Linked DNA regions of Capra hircus: region 2 is linked to region 1. Evidence: chromatin contacts called from public Hi-C data. All regions are on one chromosome and are shown on one strand. Each heading gives the region's core, a stretch centred on a gene start, on an enhancer-like site or on the middle of the called end of the contact. The rest is flanking DNA. Distances are from core to core; before and after follow the strand shown.

What was found. Hi-C and Micro-C count contacts between places; a contact is called where the count stands out from the background.
Region 2: a Hi-C map of liver shows a contact between it and region 1, with 5 times the contacts expected there. The contact joins the promoter of SLC22A8 here to the enhancer-like site in region 1. A contact is called at or near these places in 2 of 5 Hi-C or Micro-C datasets (blood and liver).

What each region holds. Positions count from the first base shown.
Region 1 is chr29:41,539,152-41,542,218 of ARS1.2, forward strand. No RefSeq gene overlaps it. Among named protein-coding and RNA genes, the nearest start is that of CHRM1, 15 kb to the right of the region's middle. Within about 2 kb of position 1,265, at least 1 of the 5 cell types and tissues checked has an H3K27ac peak or open chromatin away from gene starts, as enhancers often do.
Region 2 is chr29:41,644,214-41,647,558 of ARS1.2, forward strand. SLC22A8 (solute carrier family 22 member 8) reads right to left here and starts at 1,804. Exons shown (of 11, transcript XM_005699804.2): 1 at 1,694-1,804; 2 at 621-980. The coding sequence starts at 956.

The sequences.
Region 1 (3,067 bases), core at 15-2,514:
ATCCCCCAAAGCGACAGTCACTCAATTATGTCCAACACTTTGTGACCCCATGGACTGCCTGCCAGTCTCCTCTGTCCATGGAATTCTCCAGGCAAGAATACTGGAGTGGGTACCATTCCTTTCTCCAGGGGATCTTCCCAACCGAGGGATCGAACTCAGGTCTGCACAGCAAGCAAATTCTTTGCTGTCTGAGCCACCAGAGATGTCTCAGACTCCATGGAGCCTAGAGGTTAGTGTGGGACACCTGGTGTTCATAAGGTTTCCGTGCTATACAGGTGAGCAACTACCTGTTGGAATTTCCAGATGGGTCAGCATTGGTTCTGTAAAATCAGAACCAGTCTCCAAAAAAGGAATCTGAGGATTCCAAAAGCCTGCGGGAGGCCTGGGAGAATATGATCTTGTCCCTAGATGCCACGTTGCTTCTCATTCATCTCCAAGTTGTCTGGGGAAGTTGCTCTGCTGGAGAAAGGTAGGGCCTGCCTCGAAGTAGTATCAGCCAAGTGAGCTGACCCTTTGGGGACCTAGGTTTCCTGCTGAGGGGTGGGGGCAGGAGCTGAGACGGCCAAGACCATCTATTCTGTCTTTTGTCCTATGGTCTTATTCTCTGTGGAGAAGGCAATGGCAACCCGCTCCAGTACTCTTGCTTGGAAAATCCCATGGATGGAGGAGCCTGGTAGGCTACAGTCAGTCCATGGGGTCTGGAAGAGTCGGACAAGACTTCACTTTCACTTTCATGCATGGGAGAAGGAAATGGCCACCCACTCCAGTATTCTTGCTTGGAGAATCCCAGGGGCAGGGGAGCCTGGTGGGCTTCAGTCTATGGGGTCGCACAGAGTCGGACACGACTGAAGCGACTTAGCAGCAGCAGCAGCAGCAGCAGCAGCAGCAGCAGCAGCAGCAGCAGCAGCAGCAGCAGCCTATTCTCTGAGAAGCACTCCAACCCGGGTTTGAAGTACCTCCTTTTTCTTGGCAGGGCTATTCCTCGGCTATTCCTGCAGATGGCGATAAAGTGACACGATGGGAACGGAGGGGCGGGGGCCCGCGGGAGGAGAAACGGTCCTTACTCGCCCCCTTCTCAAGGTCTGCTCCAGCCTGGTAGCTGGAGGAGGTGGCGTTCACAAAGGCATTCCATTTTTTCCCTGCTTCCTGCTGGTGCACAAAACGCCCTTGTTTATGGAGCGAGGACTCCCTCAGAGCAGGAAAGGGTGCTGCGTTTGGGGAGGAGGGAGAGGCCATGTCCAGCCAGGGCCGGAGGACTCAAGCTCTTCCCGCCTCCTCCGTCCGTCGTCCGGCAGCGGGAGCTGCAGGAATCTTGCTTCCGAGGCTTTCAGAGCTCAGACCTCATCTCCGGGAAGTCTTCCCGGATTGCACACCTTCCCCCACCCAGGCGTGCTGGCGCCCCTGTTCGTTTCTCCAAGCCCTGTTTCTACTCCCTCGGCTGGTGGAATGAGGCTCCGAACTCTTTTTGAAGCCCAGGCTGGAGGAGTGGGGAAAGGTGTGGGCCTGAACGTGGGCTGGGTGTCTGGCCTTCACCTGCGGAGCCGCCTGGTGCTGCGGTAACGCTGCCTATTGAGGCATTAAGGTGCTTTTCCTACAGTCCATCTCATCCTTTTAAGGCTTCTGCGGAGTTAATTCCCCTTTCAGAGCTGAGGACACGCCTGAGGGGAGGGGGTAATTTCCTGGTGCTCCAGTGGCTAGGACCCTGCTTCCACTGCAGGGGGCCAGGTTGGATCCCTGATCTGGGAACTAAGATTCCGAAAGCCATGTGGAAGGCATGGGTGGGTGGGGGGGACAGGATTAAGAGACATGCCTGAGGGGAGGGGGTGTGGGCAGGTAGGACCTGTGCCTGGGACAAGGGACACATTGCCCTGTGACCTGCCAGCCCCGTTCATCATCTGAATACCAGCTTTGACCTCTCCACTCCTGGCCTCCAGTAGAGGTCAGGCCAGTCTGATTCTGACACCCCTGCTCTCCCAATGCTGCTTGGCTTCCTCAGGACCTCCCCGCTTCTGGGGCCCACTGCCTTCGCCACAGGGCAGGGCATTTAACCTAAAGGGCGCTCAAGCCTAAGTGGTGGGTGGTGCTCAGGGAGGGACCTTCTCAGGGTCTTGAGCTGACAACCCAGGAAGCTGTGCTGTGGGAGAGGAGGAGGGGCTTTTTTGTCCTATGGTCATTCTCTACAGTGCTGTGTGCCTGCTAGCTTCTGGCCAGCCTGTCCTGTCACCTCTGGAGTGGAATTCCCTGCCCATAGTATTGGAAGATTCCTTTTCAAAGGGTTCTTGGAGTCCTGCCAGCTGTATATTGGTTGAATCTTCACTCTTTCTGGGCTTCCCTGGTGGCTCTGAGGTTAAAGCATGTGCCCGCAACGCAGGAGACCTGGGTTCAATCCCTGGGTCAGGAAGATTCCCGGGAGAAGGAAATGGCAACCCACTCCAGTATTCTTGCCTGGAAAATCCCATGGACAGAGGAGCCTGGTGGGCTACAGTCCATGGGGTCGCAAAGAGTCAGACATGACTGAGCGATGGGACTTCGAAGGGACTTCACTCTCTCTCTCTGTAAGGGATTAGCCCCACCTAGGACTTCATTTATCTTGTTCAATCACTAAGTCGTGTCTGGCTCTTTGTGACGCCATGGACTGCAGCTTGCCAGGCTTCCCTGTCCTTCACCATCTCTGGAAGTTTGCTCGAATTCATGTCCATTGAGTCAATGATGCCATCCAACCATCTCATCCTCTGTCGCCTCCTTCTCCTGCCCTCAATCTTTCCCAGCATCAGGGTCTTTTCCAAAGAGTTAGCTCTTTGTGTTAGGTGGCCAGAGTATTGGAGCTTCAACATCAGCATGAGTCCTTCCAATGAATATTCAGGTTTGATTTCCTTTAGGATTGACTGGTTTGATTTCTTTGCTGTCCAAGGGACTCTCAAGAGTCGTCTCCAGCACCACAGTTTGAAAGCATCAATTCTTTGGCACTCAGCTTTTTTTATGGTCCAACTTTCACATCTGTACATGACTTATTCCTCTAGGTCAGAATTTCTCAGACTTTAACCTGTGTCATAATCACCTGAGCAGC
Region 2 (3,345 bases), core at 554-3,053, 110 kb after region 1:
GTGAATGAATGGAGAGGCACACACGAGTGACTGCGAGAGTGGAGGGCATGTTTTCTGGGTCCGCTCAGGTATGCTCCAACCCTCCCCTCCATCCACCCCCTGCTCCACACACTGTTCCACCTTGGGGCCTTGGCCCAAGACGGAATTTTCCTCCTTTCCCCCATTGCCTGGCTAACTCTTGCTGGATTCTCTTATCTCAGCCCGGGGTCCCTTCTGTAGGGAAGTGCTCCCCCTACCCCCGGTCCCTGCCCCCAGCCTAGGGCTGGGCTGTAGTCTCAGGTCACAGCCTTAAGTACTTTGAAGCTGTAATCTGACATTTCCTGGGTGGCACTCTCATTAATTGATGTTAGCGCTGCTAGACTGTGGACCCCGTGGGAACAGGGACGGTGCATTTTTGAGTCCCCAGAGCTTGGCACCATGCCTGGCACAGAATGGGCTGTTTATACTCTGAATGTGAAGAGATAGGACCTTTTGGTCCTCCGCACCCAGGTCCTTCCTCCCTGCCTGCCCAGAGCTCTGTCCCTGGGTCCTAGGGAGACTGGGGCCCCCACCTGCCCCCCTGTCCATGAGTGCGTGGTGCTGACTCTCAGCGGAGGGAGAGGCCAGGCCTCCGGTCATACCTCAGCCACGATGGAGTCCCTGGAGCTGACGTCATAGGTCCAGCCATCCAGGCAGGGCTCGGTGGCGCCCTGGGTGTCATTGGGCAGGCTGGCGTTGGATGGATATGCGAAACGGAGGCACATCTCAGGCTTCCCGTTCTGGCCCATGGGGAGCACCCAGGGCCCCGCAGAGGCGTTGGGTGGCGGGCGGCAGTGGTGGGTGGGGGTGGCGGCTGTGAAGATCTGCAGCAGGTTGTGGTTGGCCATGCCGAGGATGGGGAGGCCCAGCAGGACAGTGTGCAGGAACTGGAACGGCCCGTTGCTGGCCACGCGGTCCACAAGCTCGGCAAAAGTCATGGTGCCGGGCAGGATGAGCCAGGGCTGTGGGCGGGGGGCACCAGGCCGGAGAGAGGGATGTGTGCATGTGAGGTGATGGGGGGGGGGGCAGGTGGATGGGTGTGGAAGCACAGGTGGGAAGGTGAGCCCAGGTGCATGTGTGAGCTTGTGTATGTGGACGTCTGTAAGGACATGGGGCTCAGCTGTGTGCACCCGTGGAGTTATGTGGGGGTGAAGACGTCCCCGACTGCATGTACAGACATGGGGTTGCAAGGGTGGGGTGTGTCCAGAGTGGTGTCTGCAGAGATGGGCACAGGGAGGCTGGAGTGTCAGGGTATGACTGTGTGAGCTCGGATGTGCATGTGGGAATTGTGGGTGGGAGTGTGTGTCCAGCCAGCCTGGTCACACCTGCTGCAGGCATGGGGCAGTGCAGGCTACACCATGGGGACCAAGGGGTTCGGTCTTGGATGTGGGCCACCCAGGATGGAGGTCAGGAGTAAGTGGAAGGGTTCTTGATGGCCCTGAGCAGACACACAGGGTTGGCAGAACCCAGGTTGCCTGTTGAGAAGGTCTCCCCAAGCCCAGTGCCTCTTGCTTTTGCCTGTCTCCTGGGGCTGGCACACATAGCTGAGCAGCTGAAAGGACCCGAGCAGGTCCCAAGGGCTGAATGGACTTGGCCAGATGCACTGAGGAAGCAGGGCCTGGTCTTCCCGGGGTCCCTGGGGGCCGGGGCATGGTGGGCCTCTGTCCCTCCTCACCTGGTAGCTGAGCCTGGCTGCTCCCTCTGGTGGGGCTGGTGGTCGCTGTGGCTGGAGCCCTGCTCTGTCCCAGATCTGGCAGCTGCTGTGGTTTGGCAGTTCAGCTCCAACAAGCTGTGTTTGTGCCTTCCCCCAGGGGGGATTATATAAGGCGTAAGCTGTTTGCCCAGGCTAATGTTTGACTTTCTTTGGGGATTAATGACACCGGCAGGGGGGTGCTGTGGACCCACTAAGCCCAGCTTTCCTCAGAGGGCTGCCCCGGTAGAGGCTGGGGTGGTGGCATGACTGAGCCAAGTGGGACTGCTGGCAGGACAGAAGCCTGGGTGGTCTGGGCGGGAGGGGTTGGGGGCTGGGGTTGGGGGGTCTGGCTTGAGTCCTGAGGGCCCAGGGTCTTCTCTGAGCTGATGGTCTGAAGAATCAGAACTGAGAAGAGCCAATGAGAGAAGTGTTACTGCCCGTGAGTGGACAGTACGCCGCTGGGCACTGGCTCCCCCTCCCTGGTGCCTCTTGGCAGGGTACGTCCGGGCAGGAAATGTCACCTGTGTCTGCCCCGAGGGCTCAGGGCTGTCACCCCTAGGGCTCCTGGGGCGGTCAGGGCTGCCCATTCTGCATCTCAGACCCTGGGGAATACTTACCCCCCTTCCACCCCCATGCTCATTGGATGGGCTTTTCTTCTGATCAACTGTTTCCCTTTAAAGACAAATTGCAGTCCCTAGGGTTCTGTATTTTTTTTCTTTTTTCCTCTGAATATGATTTTAACTGGGCTTCCCTGGTGGCTCAGACAGTACAGAATCTGCCTGTAATGCGGGAGACGTGGGTTCGATACCTGGGTTGGGAAGATCCCCTGGAGGTGGGCATGGTAATCCACTCCAGTCTTCTTGCCTGGAGAATCCCCATGGACAGAGTCCATGGGGTTGCAAAGAGTCGGATCTGATTGAGTGACTAAAATAATTATGTAGAAAATCATCTGTTTCTTGCAAAAACTATAGGAAATAAAACAAGCCCAAATGCCCAGAATCACCTGAGAGCCAGCCCCGTGGGTGATCTGATGTATCTTCTTCCAGCTCTTTCCTCATCAGAAACCCTGATCCAAGCCCCCATTTTCCAGTGTTTAACATGAAGTTCATTTAACCCTCCTGGCAGCCCTGTTGCTACTACTATTCTAGCATTATTCTAGGAAACGGAGGCACAGAAAGGTTAAGTAACTCGTTCTGGGTTCCCCAGCCAGGAAGTGGCAGGGCAGGGGCAGTGTGACTCTAAGCCCACTTCTGTCTCTTGGAGCCAACATTTCTGCAAAGTCTGCATCTCCTCAGCACGGCCGCCTAGCCTGGCCTCCAGCTTCACTCCTGCCTGCCTTTCGCTCTTGGGTTCTTCTTCCAGGGACCCTAGGAGCTATCCCTCCTGTCTGCTCTGGGGGCTAAGGAGAGGCCCATCTAGGACTCCCCTTCTCGGTTGGGGAGGGGGCTTCTCATTCTTTTCCTTGGCCCCCTCATCCATCAAGGTGGCCTCTGGCTCCCAGGGCTCAGGCTGGGCTCCGTCCCCTGAAGTTTCCTCTCCCACCGGCCTCCTGAAGGGCAAGGTCAGTGGGTAACCCGGGTCCAGCCCCTCCTCTCTGCTTTCCACCTGGACCCAGCAGTAATTGATGTTCTTAG